Regions from separate parts of the Drosophila melanogaster genome. Here region 1 is linked to region 2. The links are chromatin contacts, called in public Hi-C maps. All regions are on one chromosome and are shown on one strand. Each heading gives the region's core, a stretch centred on a gene start, on an enhancer-like site or on the middle of the called end of the contact. The rest is flanking DNA. Distances are from core to core; before and after follow the strand shown. Region 1 holds the start of stas (Stasimon). Region 2 holds the start of RhoGAP15B (Rho GTPase activating protein at 15B).

Evidence for each region. A called contact is a pair of places that touch in the nucleus more often than the background predicts.
Region 1: a Hi-C map of the Kc167 cell line shows a contact between it and region 2, with 5 times the contacts expected there. The contact joins the promoter of stas here to the promoter of RhoGAP15B in region 2. A contact is called at or near these places in 2 of 107 Hi-C or Micro-C datasets (the Kc167 cell line and eye imaginal disc).

Annotation. Positions count from the first base shown.
Region 1 is chrX:17,625,628-17,632,043 of dm6, forward strand. stas (Stasimon) reads right to left here and starts at 2,268. Exons shown (of 4, transcript NM_132997.3): 1 at 1,802-2,268; 2 at 1,313-1,613; 3 at 1-31. The coding sequence starts at 1,823. CG8326 reads right to left here and starts at 3,865. Exons shown (of 2, transcript NM_132998.2): 1 at 3,714-3,865; 2 at 2,537-3,644. The coding sequence starts at 3,796. The coding sequence ends at 2,729. corolla (corolla,) reads right to left here. Exons shown (of 4, transcript NM_132999.3): 1 at 6,255-6,416; 2 at 5,900-6,190; 3 at 5,555-5,742; 4 at 4,164-5,502. The coding sequence starts at 6,372. The coding sequence ends at 4,435.
Region 2 is chrX:16,938,621-16,945,920 of dm6, forward strand. It overlaps RhoGAP15B (Rho GTPase activating protein at 15B), which reads left to right and starts at 4,670. Exons shown (of 9, transcript NM_132955.4): 1 at 4,670-5,278. CG13001 reads right to left here and starts at 4,251. Exons shown (of 1, transcript NM_132953.3): 1 at 2,466-4,251. The coding sequence starts at 3,962. The coding sequence ends at 2,955. wus (wurst) reads right to left here and starts at 2,253. Exons shown (of 2, transcript NM_001298426.1): 1 at 1,884-2,253; 2 at 1-1,371. The coding sequence starts at 1,353. The coding sequence ends at 133.

The DNA.
Region 1 (6,416 bases), core at 1,018-3,517, 680 kb after region 2:
ACGCGGAATTTTCAAGTGTTGTTTCTCCGACCTGCAGAAGTTGGGCAAGAACAAAACCGAGACGAGGTGTAAACACAGTCTATGTATATATGTATATATATACAAATACTTCATATATCGGTGGCGTGACTCGATGTGTGTGTGTGTGTGTGTGCGAGTAAACCCTCTCGCCAGATAGCTCTGTAATTTCAGCCATTTTCCAGTCAAATCTGGCTACTCAACTGGAGCTTAATTGAAATATTTCTTAATTTACAAATTTAGATAAGTTTGGTTGCTAGGGACTGGTATATAATATTACTATTTGATTAACTATCTAAATAGAAAACCATTGTTATTTATTGAATACTATACTTTAATAACTCTTTGTAAATAGTTCCTATCTTTACTGCCCAAAAACGCCTCTTAAATGGAAGCAAACTCACGATATACAGATAAGTGTTTTTATAATGCCGTAAAAGGTATCATGATTTGGTTACTATTTCAATTACTTTATAATCACTGTATGCCAATGCAGTGAAAAGGCACGAACACAAAAAAGAACAACAAAATAGATAAGTAAAATTTCACAGCATTATCAATAAGAATAATGGGTCTGCCAAGGGACTTTGAAAAAGATTAGAGGGATCTGCACTTATAGTTTTCAACACGTTACGTTTGCTGATCAAATTTGACAAAAAAAAAACAAAGATTGTTCTCTGACTTGCTGATTCCATGCAAATCAAATTCTGATGAATTCAAATTGATAGAAGTATATGTACACAAACGTCTTGAACTTTAAACAAAATAAGTTTACTCACTCACAGAACCAGACTATCAAATAACAATCCGCTTTAGGTAAAGTTTAAAGATAATAATAATCGTGTGCAGAAAGTTTTTCTTATGCAAAGCGTGACATTTGAGTTAAGTTACTTATTTAACATGGCTGTTATAGTAAATATTTGGACAATTAAATGGCCCTTTTCTCACTACATACAAATAGTTATGTCTGATCTAGCCAATAATAAGTATTTGCAATAAGAGTTTTACATCCTACAAATGTAATATCTATGATATTTAAACATAAAATATTGTTTTAGAAGCGAAATGGAGATAACTAGCATTAGGTAAATGACTACCTAGCATATCTAATCATAGTTGGATGTAGCCTAGCTATTTTAAGCGGATCATTGGTCGACATCTCTGCTCGCAAATCAAGCGAGACAAGCTAAGCATACACACACACACACATGGAGGCCACTTAACACCTTACAGGTGCACGAATGCGCAGGGGACACACATTTGTGGCGCTTTAGCACCAGAAAGACCCACTTACGCGTTGAGCTCGGGGAATATGGCGTACACATAGCACATGGTGACCAAGCTGGCCACAAAAATGCCCGCTACGATGACCAGGGACTTCTTGGTGGCCTTCTTCTCGTCTGCGGACATGGCCTGCTTTTGCGGAGTGGCCTGTTGTTGTTGCTGCTGCTGCTGTTGTTGCTGTGGATTAAGATCTTGTTGCTCCTGTGGCGGCACCTGTGGCAACAGTGGAGTAGCCACCTGATCCGGGGAGTGTTCCTGGAGCGCCTTTGCCCTGCCATTGCGCATTGTAATCCCCTCGTCAGCGGAAATGGCTAGAAAAAAAAAACAGAGACATGCAGATGTAATATGCATTCCAAAGCAGAAGTGGTGGTGGTGAACAGAATGCACGGACTAAGGGTTAATAGTCGTTTTTGGCTTCACGGGCTGCGCACTAGCTGCGGGTTAATCACCGTTCCTTCGCTCAGCTGATAAGTAAAAACAACTAAAACAGCACACTCACCCACACCACTGCAGTAAGACATTGTGGCTTTGACACGATGTACGTAAGCCCGAGTTGAAGAAGGAAAATTTAATAAGCCTTCTATATCCGATTTTAATTCACGATTGACTCATTTAGCGTCTAGGCTATTTATCAATTGTTAATGCTATTTGTGTGCCTATTTGCGCGCCAGTCACAATTTGTTGTTCTTCTCTCTATCCGCGTGCCTATGCGTATGTGTATGTGCGTGTGTCTACAACAATGAATTTAATCAATATAAAAAAAATAGGAAGTTGGCTAAAACTGCGTTAACTAGAGTAATTGTAGTTGACTACTGCGCTAATAGCAATTTTTTTAAATTTTTTCTATTGCTTTTCACTTTAGCCGACTTTTTCGGCGAACGATCACGCTTAAAAGTCAATTTAAAATAAATTAATTTCAGAAATTTCCGTCACGACCAGTGTGGCCGAAGGCGCAGTGTTGATTAAGTCCAAGCGTGTACACAGCTACCGCACAAAACTGAACGTGGGTTTCTAATAAAATCTGGTCATACTGTCATATTTAGCGCCACTTTTTAGTTTCTCTAAATTTTATTTATATTTTTTAATGTTATACGTAAATAAAAAAATGTGAGTGTCTGCATAAGCAAGTGAAGTACTTTTTTTGTATCTATAAATATCAACATAATAGTGCCCTTTTTCTTTTTGCCAAAAGACTCCATATTAATTACCACCTCCATGAAATACTGATAGAAATAGTGGAATTAAACAGTGCACTTTTTATTTTGTATGAAAATAGATTTAATAAAAATCTCATCAATATATTTAACATTCTATAATGAAACTACGACCTTCAGTGGGTAGCAAACGCATTCACGAAACTTAAGGGATTAGGTTAACTTGTTTTCATGTAAAAAAAAAAGTACGTTGGTATCTAGTCTAGAATCTGTTAGGAATCTGCTGTTGTCTTGTTTTTGAGCTGACGGTATAGCTGAACCATTTTGCTGCGCTCGGTTTCAAGCATTGACCTCGTAGCCAAGGGCAGATCTTTCCGCTTGCCCTTCATCTGGGCCTTGGTGGGTGCTTTGAAGGCGCTCTTAGATTGGGCAGCCAGCTTTAGTCGACTGCTGTCGTCGTCCTCCGGCCCACGATTTGACTGACCCTGGTCGGGATTCAGCATGGACTTTAGAAGGAGATTGGCTTTGCGTCCTGGACGCGGCACGGTTTCACTTTTTTCCGCTTTGCGCGGCAGGATTTTGAGGGAAGGTGGGGCATGGACGATCTCACCAAATGCCACAGCATCCTGTTTGAATTCTGTTGGCCCGGCATTCTGCTTCTCCTCGGTATCAACCTCTTGCTGGGCCTCCTTGTAGGCCCTCTTCACCAATTCGCGACTGGTCTTCGCATCCATGGGCTTGTGTACGACTTGAACCTTTTTGCGACCCCTTTTGCCCGCCAGCCGTTGCTCCTTTTGCTTCTGCTTGAGCAGCTCGTCGATCTCGTTTTTCGGCCTCTTTTGGACAGTAATCTCCCCGGTTTTGGGGTTTCTGATCACGTTCACACCATACTTGGCCTCGTAGTGGGCTTCCCGTACGGATGCATTGGTCATGCGATTCACTCGGCGCAGATAATCCTCGTCCGTTTCGTTGGCGAACTGCTTGATGTTACGCGTTTCCTTTGAGGAGGAACTACTGCCAGGCTTGGATCCTGGAGAGGATTTGGGCTTATCCTCCCGTCCAATTTCGCCCAATCTTAGCTTCTTGCCCGATTTGGTGGCGTTGGCAAGCTGCTGAAACTGACGGAACTTAAAGGACACCTGCTGCTCATCCTTTTTCACAGGCGGATTGTTCGTTACTTTGGAAAGTCTGAAATGTGAAATGGTGCAGATATTAGTTTAGCTGCCTTTTTCGACTGACTTGCCACTATGAACAAACTTCTTCTCCTTCTGTTCCAGCTGCTTGAGGGGATCACGGACGCCGTGGTGCTTGCGCACGGGAATCTTTCGTTTCCGAGCCATTTATTTTGGGTTTTGGTTCAATTTTTGTAAAACAAACTCGTGGTATCGACAGCATGGGTTAAAATACTAAGCGCGATGCATGCTGACAAATACCAAAACAAACCATAAATATACCAAATCGATTAAAGCTTGGACTCAAACCATTGGCGCCCAGAATTACAAATGAAATATTAAAGTTAAATATATATTAGATTAAATATATAAATGTATTTTACACTATGTATTGTATTAAGTAGTCTTCATATTCCCCTATTTTATAATATACATTTTTAATAAAGATTTATATGCTGTAATGAGAAAAGTATTTTATTGCAAGTGGTAAAATTTACTGTTTGCAGTAAAATTAAATATTTAAAGTCACGAATTTGTCTTAATTTATTGTTTTATTAGTTTATAAGCAACGACAAAATGAAGAATAAGTCTGAAACGGCACTTTCGAACTGAATACGTATGATTTAAATGTACATATGCATATTATGTACGCAAATTAATTTCATTATAAAGCTACAAATAATTTAGCTGAAGTGAAATTTTTTTTGATTGCAAATGGCAATGAATGAATAAGTATCTGGATATTAATTAATTGTCCGTTCTTATAAAGAACATACATTAATTTTTGACCAAAATACGTTAACAATTTAAAGTATGTACGCCGAGGCGGCAGTAGGTGTAACATCATTATCATCGCTGAAGTTCAGCAGGTAATCATCGTCAAAATTGTTGTGGGGCGAGCTGAATCGAAGTGATTGATCATCAAAGTTGTTGAATGTGGACGACGGATGCTTAAAGTAATCCGGCATTGGTTGGCTCATTGGGAACTCCTCCTCCTCCAATTTTAGTCGCTTGCAAGGCGGCGCCTCGTTTTCATCGCGATTGCTACCATAGTTCATAAACTGGGTTGCAGTAAAACGATTAAGAGTGCCCTTGGAGGTGCTGGGTATATCGTCGCTGGCCCAGGAAGATATGTTTTTGAAGGGAGAGAGAGTGTCGACTCTAATTATTTGTGGTTTATCGGAAATTTCATTGGATAGCTGCTCATCAGTCTTCGGGTTTTCGCCGATTTTTACTTGTTTGGCCGCATCAGCCGGCTCCTCCTCTCCTGAAGCCTCCCCTCCGGATTCCTTGTCATCCGATACGGATTCCTCGACTTCTGAGCCAGATTTCTCATCATATCTATCCTGTTCTAGATGCAAAACCTCTTCTGACTTTTCTACTTTTACCTCCTGCTCAAATCCTTCATCTTTCAGCGCCATTTCGAATTCTTCTTCTGATATTTCCTCAAAATCTTCGTCTGTGGCCTCCATTTCGTCACTGTCCTCTTCTAATTCCGCATTTGGGACACCTGCCTCTTCTGAAGGAGAAAGCCAATCGGTCTTCTCAAATTTCTCCTCTTCGATATGGCTTATCTCTGGATAGGGAGAAAAACGCACTTGCTTTGTTGGCGAGTTGGAAATGGCAACAGACTCGACCTCCTTGCATTTGATCAAAATGGATCGCAGAGGAGTCTCCAGCTTCTTAGTAGTGATCTCTCTATTCACGCTCGTCATGGATTTATTGTCATCTGGTCTGATATTCTTAAAGATGAAGTTGTTGAGGAAATCCGAAGCGGACTGAAATGGTGAAATGGTGCTAGCGGATGGAACACCAGCCAAACTTGGTTCAGCGCCCTTAGTGACACCCGTTTTAATCAAATTCCTTTTTTGCAACTGAAAAACGGAAAAGTTATTCACTTGGAATGGATATTTCGCAGCTACTCACCTCTTCCTTCAATTCGTTTATCAGCTTTCCCATCTGTAAAACGCTGACTATCTTCTTATTAAGCTTATCCGTCATACTTCTCAGCGTAATTGTCCACTCGCGATCCGACTGGTCCAGTTGGTCGTCCACTGAGGCTAGCTCCTTATCTGCCTCTTTTTTTAAGGCTTGCTCTTTTCGGAATTCCTGGACTGAAATAGAAGCTACTTGAGAATCATTTAAATAACACAAATGAACTTATACTATCACATAGGGTAAAAAATATTAAACAAAATGTTTTTTATTGTTTATGATTATATAGCATTCAAATGGATTCCGTATTCAATAATACCTCATACAAAATCTTACCGATGCTGCGCGATTCGAGGATTGTGTTCTGCTGATTCTCTTGCTCGGCCAAATCCTCCTGCAGCTTAATTTTGCGCTGGAACTCCTGCTCCTTGCGATGCACCGTGTAGTAGAGGATGTCCTGCAGCCCGGCCATTTCGAGCAGCTCCTCAATTCGCGTGATCTGGAACATACAGTCCTGTATCATGGTGTTGGCCTGTGCCATACCGGCACCGTTATCCTCCACTACCAAGGCGCACTGCTTGACCAAGGTCAGGTCGAATAGCACCTGCTCCAAACGCGGCCCTACAACTGAACAAGCAGAAACATGTATGTATAAATCTTACTTGGAGATTCGCGCATTATGCCCACTCACTCTGCTCCTCGACGATCAATTCTTTCCTTTTCTTGAGTTCCTTCTCGAGCTGCGCCATTTTGGTATCTTTTGGCCAATTTTGCCCCATAAATTCTTTGACAAGTGGATATTTTTCCATATTTTGTCCGTTCAATGTTTCCCCCCGATAAGCTTACAAGTTTG
Region 2 (7,300 bases), core at 3,420-5,919:
TAACATTTAGAGAATTCGCAATATGTGCTATAGCAGCATTTAGGTACTATTGCTTTAAGTAAGTAATCGCATTTAAAGAATCTTACTTCCTAGTCGTTATAAATACTTAGACTAGATGGAGGAAAGCGCCGCTCAAAGGACGATGGCCTCCTCCTCCTGGTACTGTTTGTTCTTGCGCCGCCGGTTGGACTTGATCTTGCTGAGCACACTGTACGCCTGCTGGATTTCGATAAAGCGCTGGTGGGCCTGGGCCCGCAAGCCCTCGTCCTTGACCTTGTCGGGATGGTACTCCTTGGAGAGCTTCCTGTACGCAGCGGTGATCTCTGCCTGCGAAGCGGTGGCACTTACGCCCAAGACCTTGTACGAATTTCGTTCGCCATCCACATCCATGCTTTCGAACACCTCCTTCCAGGTCTCGTACCAGCCGTGATGCTGCGCATAGTTATAGGTGTCCAGCAGGGCTTGCTTCAGATCTGTCCACCAGGCGGAGGCCAAGAAGTTATGGATGGCCTCGTGAATGGGCACCTCGCCGCCGTCCTCGTCCGAAATGGTGCCGTTGAAATACAGGAAGCTGCCCCAGAAGGCGCAGTAGATGATCACGGCGGTGGTTAGCTTAAAGGTCCTTTCACCGGGGCTTCCCCTGCGCGGCGGAGTCCTGCGCCACTGCTTGGACAAGCCGTCGAAGGTCAGTGCCGCCACGAGACCAGTGAGCAGCAGGGAGTAGGTCTCGTCATATATCAAATACCTGGCCGGATACGCCAGATAGGCGGCCACCAGGCAGTGCCACCATACACCCTGCTCCCGGCCAATGTTGCCCACCAGCCAAACGCCCAGCGAAACAAACAGCGGAATCGTCCAGTGTAGGAAGCTCAGATCCCAGCCACCGACCAGGGTCTCCGGAATGGCCATGGAGCACACCTGGCCGAACAGATGGCCGATCATCACCTGGCCCACGAATCTCTTCGAGGAGTACGGCGGTTTCGGATACGCCTGCAGCTTGGCCACGAACATCTTGACGAACTTGGGATCCTCGTTGGCATCCCGTACATATTCGGGTATCAGGAAGAGCTCGCCCATCCAGCCAATGCCCATGTAGCCACCCAGGGTGCACCACCAAATGAAGGCGTGGCGGTCACGGTGCAAGTACAGATGATGCAGGCCGAAGATTCCGCCGAAAAGCCAGCATAGATAGGCAATGACCACCGATTTCTGGGGCGGCAGAGCGTTCATCTCCTTGCTTTTGGTCTTGCCTTGCGCGTGGCCATTGGACTTAGCCTTCGAGGGAGATCCTTTGGAGGTATCGTTGGTCTTATCCTTTCCAGCCACTGGAGATACTGTCTGCGTGGTGCCCATGGTGTTCCAATCGGATTACTGCAAGGGAAGGGGGCAAAATTGTTATGATAAACGGAATAATTCGGAAGTAGTTTTACTAACAATATTATGGAAAGAGGACAACTTTTAAAAAACAACATAACATAATAAACATATGTATATTGGTAGTACAACATTAACGATTATTCAAAAAATTGCAATTATGAAATAATTAATTAGCTTAATATATTAGCGTAATATATGTTGAAATAGTGGCACGCTGAGCAATAACATAACAAGCATATCTAATATACAACACATAACAATATATTAAAATATATATGAATATTTTAAGTAAAGTAACACGATTTGATGTAGCACATTTAACTGATTGAAGATAAGCTTTACGTATTTTAAATCAACGAATAAAGAACGGTGGCCTATAAAGAAAACTCTTATGAAGACTACATACAGCAAAGAGTTTCGAGGATATATAATTAATTTATTGTTATTATTTTAGTTCCAGTCTTTAAACATCACTTTTTGGGCCACTTTCCGTGAAAGATACTTACCCACTTGCGATCGACCTCGATTTCTTGTGAAATTGTCGCTGCGCAGGCGCAACTTCTTGGCCACGACTGTGCGAAGAATTGGAGAAAGAGAGGCGGAGAAAGACGCGGCGCAGAACTTTCTCTTTTCACAAATTCTACGCACGCAGCGACAACAAGAACAAAAACGACAAACTGATCCACAAAAACAAAAAAAAAAAAGAAAACCAAGTGCACTGATGCGTTCAATTTGAACTGGTTGTTGCTATGTTTCACTAAAATTGCAATTGAAACAATTTGAAACAATACGAATTTGTTGTTTTGCGGGCTGGATTAAAAAATTGAATAAAAATCCGAACTTTTTGCTCGGCTTAAGCTAGGTGTGACCAAGTGCAGGGACAGGCCAAAATACCATGGATCTAAATTTTAGTACGTTGTATATCTACAATACTCTTTAGTTCACAAACGATGTATGGCAAATGTAAAATGTATAAAATATAATGCAAGTATATAAACATCAGTTATAGTTATTGTATTAAAATACACACATATAAAATCAAATCCAATAATCCAAATAATTTAATCTATAACCAAAAGAACCCATTTAAAAATGAAATATTTTTATTGATATTTGTGTTTTTTTTTTGCTGCTTAAATATAACATAGTTGCATATTTAGCATGGCTTACATGTATAAACAAAATTTTTGTTCTCGATAATTTGACACGTTATTTGAGCTTTTAAAAAATACTTAGCCTATGATTATAGTTAAAATAAAAATCAAATTCATTGAGTTTACCAACTAAAATTGTTATGAGAATTTGTTAGCGGCCGGCGTGTCATGAATAATTTCTTCATCGATTTTCAAATACACTAGTAATGTATAAAATATTAATGCAAGTATTTGACATTCTTTTAAATCTTCTCCGATAATCATGAGCACACCCGCCTTGCGTCGTTGTAATACTTTTCATTGGGATTAATAATAAATAGATGAGGCAAAAAAAAAAAAACGCATTCGATTTAGTGCGCTGAGTTTCCGGAACCAGCTCCGGACTTAAGATGAGTGTAGTTGCTGGTCTGGAGCGGTGGCCACTTAGTTGTTCTTCTTCTTGGGCTTCTTCGGATTGCGGGAGCGCGACTTGGCCTTGCAGAGCGGACAGATGGGCGCGTTCCGGTGGATCTGCTGGTGGCAGGACAGACAGGACTTCATGGGCGGCGGCTGCTGGCGGAGATTCACATTGAAGTCGGAGCGGAACGAGGGATGGTGGCCGATGCCGATCGAAGGCGATTGCTGCAGTCGATTGCTGGGCGGCGGCGGTGGCGGTGGTGCTGAGAAGTCACCCTTGCCCAGACGCACTGCAGCAGCAGCGGCGGCGGCAGCAGCACTGCCTGCTCCCGGCGGTGCGGGTGGCATGAAGGCGTGTCCAGGATTGCCGCCACCACCGCCTCCGCCGCCCACAGATCCTCCGCCACCGCCTGCAGCGCCGCCACCACCAACGCCGCCCTGTCCGCCGCCAGAAGGCAGCGCGGTGACCGTGGCCTCCGGCATCAGAGGATGCCGGGCATGCGGACGGGCCAACGACGAGTTCTGATTAACCGAGGCCGCCGCCGCAGCTGCAGCAGCTGCTGCTGCCGCCGACTGGGCGGCCACCTTAAGGAAGTTGGTCTGGAAGCGATCCTTCGAAATGGGACTGCCCTCCTCCTCGTGCAGATCTCGCAGCGGGCTTAGTCCGAGATAGTCGCGGCGCATGTGATCAATCTGGTACTTCAGGGCCAGGTACTCCTCGTACACCCGGTTGGCCATGTCGAAGGAGCGGGTCTGGTTCTCCTTCGTCTGCTTGATGATGTTCTCCATGTCGTTGATGTCCGCGTGGATCTGGCGCAGCTCTTCCACGTGCGACATCTTCTCCTCGAGCAGGTGCTCCATCTCCTTGCGGTACTCCTCCAGGCACTTCTCCTCGTCGTCGCTCAGCTTCACCTCCTTGATGATCCGCACTTTGAGCTTCTCCAGCGACAGCGTCTTGTCCCTGATGTCCTTGATGGCCTCCAGTTTGGCGTAGTAGTGCCGCTCATTGGAGCTCGAGATCTCGCTGGTGGCCATTGTAGATCCAAAACGATCCGTGTGGTATAATATGTGTATTTTCGAAAGACTCTCGAGTGTTTTCTGTATGGCCCCCTCCACTGGGCGAATGTTTATTTTGCACTTTTTCACTAGCCTAATAGTTCGATGTCGGATTTTCCGGCCGATTCTTAAGCATCTGATATGGATGATCGCGTCTTTTGGGATAATCCTTTGGAATGGCGCACTTTTAATTGATTTTTTCTTTATTTATTTGATTTTTTCTCTGCTAATGCTAATACCATTTTTTTCTGGTATACAATGCAGTGTTACCAGAGCGTGGAAGTAATTTTTACATTTAATCACGACCAGCCGATTATTTGCTATCGATAGCTGGCAGTGCGGTATATATCGTTTTTTAAATAGAAAACAAATTCCTTCCAATTCCAATTCCTTATACGTACAAATTTACTTAAATGATTACACTATAGTTAAAGTGCTTTACTGATTTTACCGTGGGCGCTGCTTTAAAATTTAAAAATCCGGTAAATTCCAGTTGCTGTGGCAAAAAACTTAAATCTGGCATTCATGCCGAGATAATATTCAGTTAACTATTGATATAAAATGTTTCAGTTATATGGAAAGAACGTTAGTATTAAAATTTACATTATTACATATAACTAAAATTAATAACTTGTATCCTAGCTACTAGTTTAGTAACTAGTTTTGCCGGCATTCGCTGTCTTTCCGCCAACGGTCACACTAGGCGCGCCCCGTTATATTACATTATGCATTTGTATTCTTCGATCGGTCGCAGATCGTTCGGATCGGAAAATCCGGTTCGGAAAGCGGGCATTGGGGACAAAAACAAAGAATCTTGTTCTGGTCATGACTTTTCCATCCGCGAATTGTCAACTTCTGTTTAGCGAATAGTTGTTGTTCCCTTTTGGAGACAACAACAAAAAAAGACATCGATCGCGCGAGAGAGAGAGACAGATGCAAACAATGCGTACGCGCGCGTATGTGTGTGTGAAACATTCCGCAAGTGATTCATTCCGCAAGAATAATAAATAAATAAACAAATATTAGTAAACTGGGCCGAAATGTTTGTGGAAATGTGTCAACTAGTTGCGGCAGTAAAATATCAGTGCAATATCGATATGTGTGGGAAATCAGCTTAGCAATTTAGCAGAGACTTTGCTTTTCGCCCACCGCTCTCTCCCTCTCTCTCACACTCTTTGTTTTCGTTTTTTATTGTTGTGCTCTGGTTGTGTTTGTGTGTGTTGTGAATATAAAACGAAGTTAAGTTGACCACGCAGAAACTGCATACGAAATTTTTAACAAGGAAAAAGCGAAAGGTAAAAGCGATTTTTATTATTTTTATTTGAAAGCCGCAGTTTCTTTGCGATCTCTTTTTCTGCGGGCTTCGATTTTCAATGGTCTCTTCTCTCTTCAATGCGTTCTAATCAATCCGTGTTTACATACGGGCTGTGTGTCTGTGTTAGTTGGCTGATAATTTTTAGTGACAGCTATGTGCCAAATAATAGTAATATCTACAATAAATCAAATATAAATAATGCGAAATACGGCAATATTGATAACATTGTGAATTTTAATCATTATACTTTGAAATGTTTAAAAACATTTCGTTAGTATATGTTTATATATTTGTATTATATTTTAATTTAGTGTTTTTGCCACCTATGCGTTTTATGCAATATAATGATATTTTTTCCTAAATTTATAAAACCACTATGGCTGTGTACACATTTGTATGTATGATAATTTTTGACACACATATATTTCGCTTCTAACTGCTTATCGCTCCCATTTAGCGATAGACTGTGCGAGCGGGACAGGTGTCACCTGTTGCGCTTCTTCGCTCCATCTCTCCACCGCTCTTCCCTCTCTCTCTCTCTCTTTCCATCGTTTGACACATTTTGTTGCTGTTCTTAATTGTTTGGCAATTAAGTCAATTATAAACATATTAAGACAGCCGACACACATTCTCCGATTGGATGCGCTTTTCCCTTTGACTTTCGCAGAAGAATCAATAACCAAATTAATCGATCAATCCAGGCGATAAGTCCGAAAATTGGGCTAAATAAATAAAAGCCTCTCAAGATCTTTTAGTTATGGTAATAAATAAAGTACACTATGCATAAGTTCGTTGGGGTACGTGAAATACAACAAACTCGTGAGTTGACAAATATTTGGATTTTTAGAGCCTAATGTATCTATGATCCGTAAACATTATGATTACTAAAAGATAATGTTAGCTGCTCACTCTATGTGCATTATATTTATATTAAATGGGAAGAGCTGTAATCTATCATCTCTTACTTATTTTAATAGCTTTTTCTTGTTTACAATTGGAACACATCAAGTGAACTAAAGGTTTGTCAAAACAATATGGTAAATGACCATAAATCTGTAACCCTTCAGTAGGTACACCTAAAGATTCTTATTTAAACGTATTTCGTTGGCAAAAAGAGTTACAGATGAACGGCATAGCTGCACGCTTAGTATTCTCCTCGCGATAGTCCAGGTAATCAAGTGTCTGGGATTTCCTTTACCCTCTAACGATCGCTTTGTGGATTCTTCTTTTTCTACCTGTCTTCTCGTTTCTCTGTGTATAAATCAAATCACAAATCGATGGCAACTTACATACGACAAAAAATGCTGTCAAACAACTTGGAAATCGAGTCGCAAGTCGCGAGATCGCTTAACCCAACACTGCCCCCCTCTGGCTCTCCGATTCTTCGCACTCCCTGGTCTTATATAATTGGGGCCATGGAAGCGTTAAGTCGAGTGTGGAACTATCTGTGCCCATTTCCTCCAGTTCAGTTTCAGTTTTTGTACATTTTGCACCATGAATACGATCCCGGAATGAGGGACGAACAGTTAACTCAGCTTATTTTTACTGTCGCCGCTCTTATCGCGCTTATAAACATAAACAAAAACAAAGCTCAAACACAGTCTGTGAATCAGAATCAGAGAATACGTATATATACACAGGGAAAATATCATTCTCTATATCTGTTTCTGTACTTGCAACTTCAGTTATTGCAATATTATCCCAAGTACTATCAAAACTCTTATCAATTTAATTATCAAACACTCTGAGAATAGTACACAGTCGTTGACATGCAAACTAGATGCACGTTTTTTTTTTCGCAGTGCACTATCATATAGCCATTGCACTTGGTCCATGGAAACTGCTGTAATTAGCAAAATAACAATGCAACGAAAGAAGAAAAGCATAAAAACGCAAGGGGAGAACGCAAGTGATTCATGCGAATAAATAAATGACTATCCAATTGCAAATGCGCATGAATGCATCACTTTATTTGCATGCAAACATATAAATATGAATTAAG